Regions from separate parts of the Sus scrofa genome. Here region 2 is linked to region 1. The links are chromatin contacts, called in public HiChIP or PLAC-seq maps. All regions are on one chromosome and are shown on one strand. Each heading gives the region's core, a stretch centred on a gene start, on an enhancer-like site or on the middle of the called end of the contact. The rest is flanking DNA. Distances are from core to core; before and after follow the strand shown. Region 1 overlaps WDR27 (WD repeat-containing protein 27). Region 2 overlaps THBS2 (thrombospondin-2).

What was found. HiChIP or PLAC-seq counts read pairs in DNA pulled down with a chosen protein or histone mark.
Region 2: a contact with region 1 is called in an H3K27ac HiChIP or PLAC-seq map of skeletal muscle. The contact joins two enhancer-like sites. A contact is called at or near these places in 2 of 47 Hi-C or Micro-C datasets (both in embryonic fibroblasts) and 2 of 2 datasets of contacts at active chromatin or transcription factors (alveolar macrophages and skeletal muscle).

What each region holds. Positions count from the first base shown.
Region 1 is chr1:627,968-633,764 of Sscrofa11.1, reverse strand. WDR27 (WD repeat-containing protein 27) reads right to left here. Exons shown (of 19, transcript XR_002342137.1): 14 at 2,191-2,312; 15 at 773-906. Among named protein-coding and RNA genes, the nearest start is that of WDR27, 52 kb to the right of the region's middle. Within about 2 kb of position 2,649, at least 4 of the 83 cell types and tissues checked have an H3K27ac peak or open chromatin away from gene starts, as enhancers often do. A contact at or near this core is called in skeletal muscle, where this site is marked.
Region 2 is chr1:863,234-869,030 of Sscrofa11.1, reverse strand. THBS2 (thrombospondin-2) reads right to left here. Exons shown (of 21, transcript XR_002342140.1): 5 at 5,365-5,561; 6 at 3,124-3,264; 7 at 2,431-2,524; 8 at 1,382-1,549; 9 at 996-1,172; 10 at 138-311. Among named protein-coding and RNA genes, the nearest start is that of THBS2, 12 kb to the right of the region's middle. Within about 2 kb of position 3,635, at least 17 of the 83 cell types and tissues checked have an H3K27ac peak or open chromatin away from gene starts, as enhancers often do. A contact at or near this core is called in skeletal muscle, where this site is marked.

The DNA.
Region 1 (5,797 bases), core at 1,400-3,899:
TTTCCTTTGATGCTCTTTTCACCACGGAGATGAAACCACTATAATTAATGCAAAAGACTGTGAGCTCCCGAGTTCCCCGGGACTGCCAGGAGCCTGGACACTCAGCACACGCTTTTGCCAGAAGGACAGTCCTTAGGATGCGAACACACTGGGAGGAGAGCAGGAAAAAGGATACAGGAATAAAACTCATTCACTGCTGATAAGCTGGTCACCTCCACTGCCTCGGTCGTGGGGAGCCTGAAGACAGGCGTGCACCTGCTCTTCTGCTTGTACCTGGAAAAAATGAGAGCTGGTCCTCCTTTCGTTTCCTTTTCACTACAACAGCTTCCACCTTAAAAACACGCGCATCACTTAACTGTCCTGTCTGCCCACACTGAGGGGACAGGTGAATCGGCTACCATACTTCTCCTTAGGCAACCCTAGGTCGTCCTTCAGTAACACTGCAAGAAAACAATATCCTACACGTAGCCAAGCGTGATTCATTCCCATCTATGACAAGGCAACCTTTTCTCCTAATTCTAAAGTAACTGTGTATACGTAAGGAGACAGCTAACTGGTTATAAGTTATCTGTATTTTCATGTAAACCTAAGTTGTTAAGCCTGGGAGGGGGCTGGGGCCCGCACAGGCAGAACCAGTCACAGAGTGGGCACCCAGACAGGCGGCACAGAAGGCAAGGGCAGGCGTCTGGTCTGGGGGCCTCAGGAAGAGGAGACCCCATTCGCATGGAACTCCTGAGCAGAGAGAGCAGAGGCCCCGGCAGCAGGCAACTACCTTTTGACGTCGTCTCTGCTGGTGCTGATGTGGCACTTGAGCAGCTGGAACTCGGGGCCCGAGGATAACAAAATAAACGCGTCCAGGTAGTAAAACTGCGCAGATCGTACAGGCTTGGGAAACATGTCTTTGCCCTGCGGTGCGAATCAGGAAAGATTTCTGAGGCAGAAAATGGTAATTAACACACCGCCGCTCTACACGTGAAATCCTTGCACCTTAGCACCAAGCATCTATATATTCCGAAGAGACAGATGGACTCAGAACCAACTGACGTTTGCCTCTTCTTCCTTTCTAAAAGATGTTTCACGATTAAACTTTGACTGTGATGGGTGTTTTGGTCGCTTAAAAACTCTAAAATGAAAGAAAATTGGAAGCCAAGAGCAAACATATTAATGCCCCAATTCTACGCCTGTTTAAAGCGTGGTTCAGAGTAGCTACTCCCATGTGGACCTGGCGGCGCCCACAGCATCCCGTGCAGACGTCAACAGGGTTAAGGCCTTCTCTCTGAAGTGCTGCCACGCCTCCTTCTGCACAGTCCTAGGAATGCCCGGCTCTCCCCTCCTGACTGGTTTCCCCAGGAGTCAGTCCCTTTTCACAATAAGACTCACACAAAATAAAAGCTAAGGGCATCTTTGAAAATTGGCCTTTGGCAGCTCGCAGTCGGAGGAATCGAAGCTGCATCCGCTGGTATCCCCGCTTCTTCTCCTGTGGCCTCCTGTCTCCCCTTTCCCGCTCCGTTTCCAATGATCTACTTCACGTTCACTGGAACAAGGCACTTTTCTCCACAAAAAGGATCGAAGCTGCATCCGCTGGTATCCCCGCTTCTTCCCCTGTGGCCTCCTGTCTCCCCTTTCCCGCTCCGTTTCCAATGATCTACTTCACGTTCACTGGAACAAGGCACTTTTCTCCACAAAAAGGATCGAAGCTGCATCCGCTGGTATCCCCGCTTCTTCCCCTGTGGCCTCCTGTCTCCCCTTTCCAGCTCCGTTTCCAATGATCTACTTCACGTTCACTGGAACAAGGCACTTTTCTCCACAAAAAGGTACTTGCTCCCCACGACATCCCTCAGGCCCTACTAGCAGCTCAGCTCTACCATAAAATCCCACTGAATTCACATTTTAAATTATTCCAATATTTTAGCATTAATCTCCCTTTTCAGACCACCCAAGTGGGAGCCTGACTTGACTGTGCATGTGTGTATTCACACATACACGTGTGCTGTGATGCATGCATGTTGTGTTGCACAAGCGTGCGAGCGTGTGCGCACACACTTAAGAAGGTCCTTGAGCATCAGTCGGCGTTCGTGTGCCGCCCCCTGCCCGACCTCCCCGACCTCCTGTTAGGGTAGAAGACTGAGACCCTGGGGCCAGCCCTGCTTGGACAGCTGGCTGTCCCACGGTCTCAGGGATCACCGTTACCAGACACAGCGCCAGCTCCGGCCTGCGGGCCGACCACACCCTCAGTGTCCCGTCCTGGGAAGCAGACAGCAGCCACCTGCCGTCGTGGCTCCAGCACACGGTGCTCACGGCCCCGCTGTGACCTAAGAGAGACAGAGCAGGAAGGAAGGACACAACCAGGACGAAGTAACCCTGGACGTTGAAGGCAATGCCGGGCCAAGTGACCCATGGAGCAGACGCCCCGGCAGGTGAGTTTTGCCTCCTTTAAAGGCTAAATATGGTTTCTGAAGAAGGTGTTTCAAGAATTCTTAAAATAGGAAGTTCAGAGCTGGGTGTTCACCGAGGGTCACTGGTTTTCTCATCCACGTGTCCCTCCCCTCTGCCGCCTGGCACGTGCCACGGTCCTGTGCCCCGGCCCCGGCCTCCGCTGGCTTCTGGGGCCCCTTAGCGCCTTGGGAAAGGGCCCTGCATGCCGAGATCTCGGCACGATGCCTTGTGGCTGAAGCTGCGGGGAAAGAGCCACAGCCGAGCGAAGCCCCTCAGGCAGCGCCAAGGGCTCGCGGCAGCCCCCCCCCCGCCCCCCCCGCCGGCCTCAGTGATTTAGAGACGAGACAGGGAGTCGCAACATACTTGCAACAACCAAATCACACCTGTCAGAAAACCAACAAGCAATGGAAAAACCGGGAAGGATTTACAAACAGTGTACGTCTCAGTTCTGTAACTTGACCTCCGGAACAGGAGCTCCAACTCACAGAGCGGAAAACTCTCTGCAACGGCGCTGCTGCCCCCTGGTGTAAACTTCGGGAGCTTCCGCAGGAGCACTGAGGCCAGAGGGGTCAGGCGGCAACACCCTCCGGGCGCTCAGCGGGCCCCGACGGCCCCTCCTGAAGCCCCGCGTTGCAGACCCCATGGCCACCTCTCAGAGCCGGGGCCGTGGGCACAGGCAGCATCCGGATCGGACCTCCAGACGCGCCCCCTTTCTGGCCATCAGGTGGGGATGCTCTGACCACCACCACCCACCCGGACAGCAAGAGGCCGCGGGGCTGCCCGTGGCAGGGTTGCTGCCAGGTGGCGGGGCTTCCTTCCGTCCCCGCTGCATAGTAGGGACCCCTCCTTCCATCCCCTGTTCCTCCCACCGCCACTCGCATCCTTCACCGGACACCCGGATGGCGGCTAAGGAACCAAGGCCCACAGAGCGCATGCCACAGCGAGCCTGCCCCCCACTTCCCGGTGTCGGGGCAGAGACCCCGACTCCCAGTGACGAGAGCGGGACCTCACAGGACCACCCTGGACACAGGAAGGGCCGAGGCGCAGAGGCCCGTGCAGACCCGCCGGTCCAGCTGAGCCCAGGGCCCACGAGGGTCTCCAGCCAGGCCCTTTTCCTCACTGCCCACGTGGCACATGAACCGGAACCACACTGATGCCCTCAGGGTGCGGACAGTGGGGTGACGAGCATCAGAGAGAGAACAAACAGGACCCGAAACCCTGGCCCGGAGCCCTCTCTTTCACCAGGGCCAGGGCTCCCGCTTGAGGGACAGGGCTGCTGGTGGGAGGGAGGGACCCGGCTGTGACCCCCACTTAGAGGAAGGCACGCAGGAAGGGGGCCAAGTCGGCAGCTTCAGACACACCGGAAGCAAGAGTTCTCAGCTGAATTTCATCCCTTTCTAAGAATTCCTCTTTATACAATTTCGCATACCTAATGAAATCCTAATGCCACCTTCTGAAGTGACTGACCCTGGGACATACCTGGGCAGGACGTGAGGTGCCATCCAGCGTGTCCCCCGGGGACCAGGCCAGGCCGAGAGGACGGGTGGTGGGGCAGCTCACGGCCCCATAGCAAAGCGCAAGCAGAGACACCGTGACTCAATCAAACAGACTGACACCTGCGGGCTCCCCCAGCGGCTTGCGCTCCAGAGGCCCCGAGTCCTCCAGGAGGGAACTTTAGTTTAGCATCTAATATCTCTACCACGGAAGGATCCAGAACATGCTTTTCTTAGTTGCCTTTGATCACGAGAGAAACAAAAACACCCACTTCTCTGCCTTCTGGGTTAGCGGTGAGCGACCCATCATGTTCTCAAAGTTGAATTACGTGATGATAAACCAGCAGGACGCGTAAGGTAAAGCGACGTCACGCAGGTGAGGTGGGTAATGAGGACGCTCTTCCCCAGAACAGAAATAGAGCCCTTTTTGAAAAAGGCGAGTTGGAAGATCCACTGCATTTTCTTAATTAGCAGAAGCCCTTCTTCCAACAATAACACCCACAGAGAAATGCCCCAACGGACATAAACACCATGGGTGTCGGTGGGTGCGGCCACCCAGTATGCGTGTGCGACAGGCCTTACAGCACAGTGCTGAGCTGGGAGGAGCCACAGAATGTTCTGGAAGCTTGTTGGCCGCGGGCTGGGTAGGATGAGGAAGAGAGATGCTGCTTCCGGGCGAGGGGCGGGGACCTGTCCGCCCTTGGGAAGGGTGCTCCTCCCCGTCCCCGTCCCCGTCCCCGGCAGCCGCAGACACTGGGAACCCGGCAAGGACAGGGCCACTTCCCTGGGCCGCCTCGTGTGCTCCTGCGGCCCTGGGCCCAGCGCCCGGTCCTGCTCTCTCTCACGGAAACACATGGTGCTGAACTATCTACGGAGTAAGACCCAAAGCAAGCAGCCCCAGGAGCCCCAGGAGGAGGGGCAAGAGCCCAAGGTCGAGGACCGCATCTACGGGCACCGGTTACGAGGCCCCAAGAGCCACAACTTCCACATCACTGCCCTCGTTCAAACCTACTTGCTTGAAAAAATTCTTTGCCCCGTCAACGTTCATAAAAATGCCTGTGCACAAACCCTACTAACTTGCCAAACGTGCTTCAGTCCTGGGTCTGTAAGATGCGGCGTCCCTCCCCCCCGAATTCCGGGCCCTTTGGCCGCGGTGCGCCAGCACTTCGGGTCTCTCACTCACACTCGCTCCCTTTGGTCCAGGGAGCTCCGAGGCATCCGGGTTGTCAAGTGTGCTCACATCACTGCCCAATTCAAGCCTTGCTTCTGTTTTGACGGGGGCAAGGGTGGCCCTCGGCAACTACTGTCAGGAGCATGATGAGACCAAAACGGTGCCCCAGAGGATTCAAAACCCATCCTGGAGCCACACCCACAGGGCTAACATGGCAGGTGACGAACGCAAGTCCCTGGGCTTGTCCTACAGAGCAACAGGTTGGGGCAGCTTGTAGCCCGCCCTCACCGCCAAAGCTCATCCTCATTATCTCTTGACTCCTTAACCACCTGCAGATAACGCCTCTGACACAGGGGTCACTACAGCTCTGGGGCTTAAGCTCTCTTTCGGGAACTCGGAATCAGCTGTGTGTAGCCCGAGCTCGAGCCAGCCAGGACGGGCAGGGACCCCGACCGCCAGCTGGGCCTGTGCTCGTGTCCGAGGAGCAGCCTTCTGACCACAGGGCCGAGTGCCCCACCCCCGATCACGCCAGCGCCTCATTTCGACCATGCACCCCGGGAAGCAGCCGTAACCCAGAGGCGCCTGCACACACCACGCCTGCCTCACTTTCCTCCTCCAGTCCCTTCTGCTCACACCTCAGCCCCGCCCGCTTCTTTATCCCGTAAGTGTCCCAGCCCGTGCCCCGGGGAGGCGGATC
Region 2 (5,797 bases), core at 2,386-4,885, 230 kb before region 1:
GATAAACCGTTTTCTTCGTGGGCACAGAACTGTATTTTCCGTTTGCTAACCCTTTAGTCCCAATAAAAAGCCGGTGGTGTCCTCTGGCTGAAGTGCACCGCCCTGGGGCAGACCCGCTGGGCGGCCTCGGCACCCACCTACTGGGCAGCTCCTCTTGTTGCACATCTGCTGCTCCTTCACGTCCCCCACGCAGTCCTTGCCACCGTGCTGCGGCTCCGGGCTGTTGCAGACACGCGTCCGCTCCCGGATGCCGCCGGCACAGGTGACCGTGCAGGCCGACCACGGGGACCAGGGGCTCCACCGACCATCCACTGGAGGGAGAACAGAAGGTCACACAGGGCGCTGGGGCTTGGGGACGGGGTCGGGGCAGAGCCCGGGGCGAGGCCGTGTCCCTGGGGAAGAAGGCCTTTCGGGACCACCGGGGGCGGGGCTGCCGACGGGAAACTCCAGGTAGTTTTATTTTGTCCCCAGAAGCTGGAACCCTTGATGAGGGGCAGCCGCAGGTGCACCCCTGCCACAGACTAGAGGTGCTCACACCCTAAAGGCTGCACGAAGCTGAGTGGCTGTCACTGGCCATCAGCAGCGACGGGTCGCCCAGCAGGGAGAGGAACCAACCACGGCCTCCTCCTCTGAGTGAACACGCCTCATGACTCGGCCTCCCGGGGGCCTGCTGGGGGGGGCACGGGCCTTCTCGAACCCGGACCCCAGGTGCCCCTGAGGCAGGAGGCCGTCTCCTGAGACCTCGTCTGTGCCCTGTCGATTCCCCAGGGCCCCGGCCCGGCTCCTGCAGCCGTGGCCTCGTGGCAATTTGATGGAGATGAGAGCAGGGAGCTCAGGCCCCAGCACTGACCCCAAGGCCCGGCCTCCAGAACCCAGAACCCAGGCAGCCAAGGCAACCCGGTGCCCCGCGTCGCACGGGCCTGTGCCAGGCCCGTGTAGTGCTGAGGTTGGGCCCTGGAGCCCCTCCCCGCAGCCTCCCCAGCCCATCCACTCACCGGGGCAGGGTGGGCCCTGGCAGGCCCTGGTCTCGCGGCCGCTCCCCTTGCAGCCCCGCCCGCCCATCTGCGGCACCGGCGAGTTGCAGAGACGGATGCGCGTGATGTTGCCGACCCCGCAGGTCACGGAGCAGGAGGACCAAGGAGACCAGTGGCTCCAGCCGCCGTCCTGCCGGACTAGCACGGAGGAAACGAAGACACGGGTGGCGCGGGCACCTGGGGGAAGCTGGGGGCTGGTCCACCCGGGGTTCGCCAATCCATCAGGGAGGGGGACCAGGCTGAGGGCCTCCCAGAATGGGCGGTGGCAGGCGGTCTCCGAACCCCAAACCCGAGGGCTGAGCCCCGGCCCCCACCCCCGAGACCCCACCCCGCGGCCCCACACTCACTGCGGTGGTCGCACTTGCCCAGGCTGCACGCCCGCGTCTGGATGGACGGCCCCAGGCAGGTGTTGCTGGTCACGTCGCAGGACCGCCCCCTCTGCTGGGTGCCGGGCCCACAGGTGGCAGAGCACTCCGTCCACTCCGCCCACGGGGACCAGCCCTCCTCGCCGTCCGCTGAGGGAACAAGCTCCTGTCAGGCCTCCCCAGGGACAGCCCACGCGGGAGAGCCCAGCGCTGGGGTCCATGCAGGACGCCCGCACGGGCGCTGGGGTGAGCAGACACGGGAGCTGCCCAGGTCGGTCCCGGGCCGGGGCTCAGGGCCCCCTGCCCAGGAAAGGGTCTGTGATTTTTCTAACGGTTTTACCAAGGACAGGGCTGACCCTGCCTGCGCAAGGCTCCACTGGAGTTGTCCAGGTGGGAGCAATTTCCATTTTAACCTCCATTTGCTGATCTATAAACGGCCATGAAACTTCAATTTTTGGTTGAAATGACAGAACACTAAACTTAGTTCAACAAAGACAATTCCCTGCCAAGAGATTTTTCGCTGGAAATTACAATCTCCAAATAAGAGAAAGGACATGACCAGGCAAGGGCCTTCCTGGTGAGCCGTCGCCGTATGGTCACATCAGGTCGTTGAAGGGCTGTGTGGCGGGGCTGTGCTTAAATGTTCTAGAACGCGGAAGAACCGCGAGGGAGGCTTCCTGCGCTGCCCGCACGGCGACCAGCAGGAGGCCCCCGTCTGAGGAGGCTGCTTGATCACGGGGTTCGCTCACCCGATTCGGCAGCATTTAACAGGTCATGTGTGTCAGGCACTTTCACACAAGTCATGGTAGAGTTTATTTCCTTCAAAAAACTAACCCTGGGTCGTGGGCACAATCAGCCTGTGTTTTACAAAGAAAGAACCTGAAACCTGGAAAAGCCACGTTTTGTTCAGAATCACGGAGGGGCAGAGCCTGTGCTCGGCAAACAGACGGCGCAGACGCGGGGACGAGGCCAAGCCCCCCCCCCCCGCCCCCTCCCGCCGCCGCAGCAGCGCCCGCCCCGGCGACACTTACAGAAGCAGGATGGGCAGCACTCGCCGTCCACGAAGGCCGGGTCGGCACATGTCGCTGGCGGGCAGGTGATTTGGTGGCAAACAGTTTTGAACTTCTACAAGGAAAAGGGCGCTTCTGTGATCCTCGTTTAAAGCATGAACATGGGGCAGGGGCTGGATTGAAAGGGCCGGTAGGAGCCCGGACGGTCTGCCACGCGGGCTGCCGCTCCTGAGGCGCGAGGTCACCTCTCTCCCGAGCGCCCTGAGCGGGCTCTGGGACCACGTTCTCCTTGTCTCGCCCGCTGAGCACCGAGAACAGGGCCTCCCAGCTCTGGGGTGGGCAGGAGGGGGACAGATGAGGTCCCGCAGGGTCTGGGCCACCATGGTGCAGACCAAGGGGCATGAAATAAGGAAACCCAACTGCTGTCCTGGGCAGTGACCTGCACCCCAGAGGTTTGTGCTGAACCGAGAGGCCCTCACGGGACCGCGCGGCTTCCGGCACAGACCAGAGGGGCCTGTGCGCCTGCCCCCAGCCCGCCGTCCCCCCGCCCCCGGGAACAGTGGCCGAGCCCCTCCCCGCTCCTTCGCGTGCAGATCCACGGCCGATGCCGGCCTCACTCCGGTTACTTCCGGCTCCGCTGCCCCGACGCAGCCCAGTCCCGACAGCCAGGGCCCGCGGGCACCCACCCGGCCCCGGGGATGGCGCGGCTCTCACCCTGCAGGTGCATTTGGTGCAGCTGTCCACCACCCAGGTCTCGTTCTCGGCGAAGAAGCGGCCGTCCTGCCAGCAGGCGGACACGTTCCTGGTCTTGGGGGGCCCGCCAATGAGCTCCCAGAGAAACTGGTTGTCGTTTGACTGGAAGAGGAGGGGGACGGCTGAGTGTGAGGACAGGGGGGCTGTCGGGCTGGCCGCGGAGGGACGTCCCCTTCCTTAGGATGGCACAGGAGCAGAACCAGCAGGCTCGCAGCCTGGGCGCCCGGGACCCGAGGCTCAGAGGCCGCAGAGGCCCCAGGGCAGCGCCAGCGCAGAGACCCGCCAGGCCAGGCGACTCCGCTTTGCCTCCGCTGCCCCCCAACCCCTGCGCCCCGAATGACAGCCGCGCTGAAGGCTTGTGGCCTGTGTGTTTGGAGGCCACGGGAAGCAGCGGCTGGAGCCGACGGGGGACGGTGCCTCCCGCCACCTGCAGCTGAAAACTGAGGCTTGGTTCCTGAATTCGTCTGTGGTTCCCAGTGTGACGGACACGCCCTGACAGCACGAGCGCAAGGGCTCACGCAGCCCTGCTATCGCGGGGCTGCAGACCAGCGGAAAGGGCACCAGATGTTTTTAAAAAATCAAATAAGTGACAGTTACCTCATTTGCCCCTGAACACGTGACGTTACCTCCCTCCTTCTAAGCACTTCCTCCTGCTGCGTTGCTGACAGGGCGTAAGGGGCCCTCTGAGAACCACACGGAAGACATGCAGCCCCGCCCCCGTCTTGCACCACATTGACAGAAACACATCATCCTGACATTTTTGTGCAATTCAGGGAGTTCACAAATTTCCTTAATCCCTGACTCCAATGTGAGCAAACTCGTCGCAAAGCTCTTTTCAGTTGGAAGGAGCAGAATCGGAGGCAAAGGACCCCCACCCCCCGGCCTGGCCTCCCTCCTGCCCCCAGGACCACCCCGGGCCCCCACCCCATCCTGGCCTCCCTCCTGCCCCCAGGACCACCCCGGGCCCCCCACCCCGTCCTGGCCTCCCTCCTGCCCCCAGGACCACCCCGGGCCCCCCACCCCGTCCTGGCCTCCCTCCTGCCCCCAGGACCACCCCCGGGCTCCCCCCTCCTGTCCTGGCCTCCCTCCTGCCCCCAGGACCACCCCAGGCCCCCCGCCCTATCCTGGCCTCCCTCCTGCCCCCAGGACCACCCCGGGCACCCCCACCCCGTCCTGGCCTCCCTCGTGCCCCCAAGGACCTCCGGAGGCCCCCAGCATCAGCCAGGCCGAGGTGCTGGACCCTGACGCAGCCAGAGTTGAAGGCCCTGCAGCGCCCCACTCCCAGCTGTGGACACTCAGTGGGGTGCTGACTGCACAGCCCCACGGCCCGCTCCTGCCCCAGGCCCAGGACGTGGGGAAACTCCAGAAGGCACACGCTGTCTTGGGGGCTGCTGACCTCTAACCCGGTCCCCTACCTCCCCAAGGAGTGGCAGTGAGCTGCCTGCCCGTCCCAGGCCTGAGTCAGAACCCGCCAGCGCCCCCGGCTGGACCGGCGGGCCAAGCACCTCGCCGCGAAGCATCTGCAGAGCCTCGGGGACCCCACGACCCCTGCCCGCCCCCCGCCTCCTCGCGCCAGCAGTCGTCCTCTGAAGCTTAAATCACACGTCCTGGGACCCGAGCCCCGTTTCCTCCTCCCGGACGTGCTGTGGAGGCGAGGACACGTCTGTCCATTATGGCCTCACGCCTCAGGGACGGGCTGTTCCCCACCGAGCTCCGTCCTCTAAGTAAAAGCACCTCCCTCCGCAGTCAACGCTGCTCCTGGGAGATGAGTGTCCCAAGTTAAGAACTGGTGGCGGAGGACGTGGCGCCTGTGAGCTTGTTTCCTGTCAGCATCGCTCTCCCGCCTCTAACCACACGGCATTGTCACCAGACAGCAGGACCCGCCTCATTTTCCAGGGAGCCTGCTGGTTAGTGCCGGTTAATCAGGATAAGTCATGGTTAGTGGCAGTTAGTCCTGGTTAGCGACGGTTAGTGATATCAGTGGTAGGCGGTGATGTCAGCAGGGATTACTGGTGACTAGTGGTGGTCGGGGTGGTTAGTGGTGGTTAGTTATGGTCAGTGGCGGTCAGCAATGCTCAGGAGTGGGGCAGTGGCGGTCAGTCACGGTCAGCGGTGGTCAGTGACAGTCAGCGGTGGTCCGTGACGCTCAGGAGGGGTCAGCCGTGCTTGGTCGCCTTCGAGCCACGCAGCCCGGGCACCTACCACTTTGCGCAGGTTCTCGTGGAGCTGGCTCACGATGACGTGCAGCCCCGACAGCTCCTGGATCATGCTGCCCAGCTCCTCGCAGGAGTGCTCGCACACCTCCCGGCCCTTCTCCGCGCCCAGGCCCACGTGCCCCGTGGAGACCGGGGGGCTCAGGTGGAGCGTCTCTGTGTTCTCACTGATGGCGTTGGCTTCGGCTGCAGGAGGGACAGAGGACAGTGAGCCGCCGGGCCCCGGGCAGCCTGGCCGGCACCGCGGGGCTGCCCCGGGCTCGTCGGGAGCGGCGGGCGCCACGTCGCGCCCGAGAGCAAGGGGATCTGGTGGCGGCTGTTTCCCATGGCAGCCCTGCTTGCGCCGGGCGCTCTGCCCACCTTCGGACACCACAGGGATGCAGCCCTCAGAGGCCACCCACCAGCAGAGCGGTTCAGCCCGG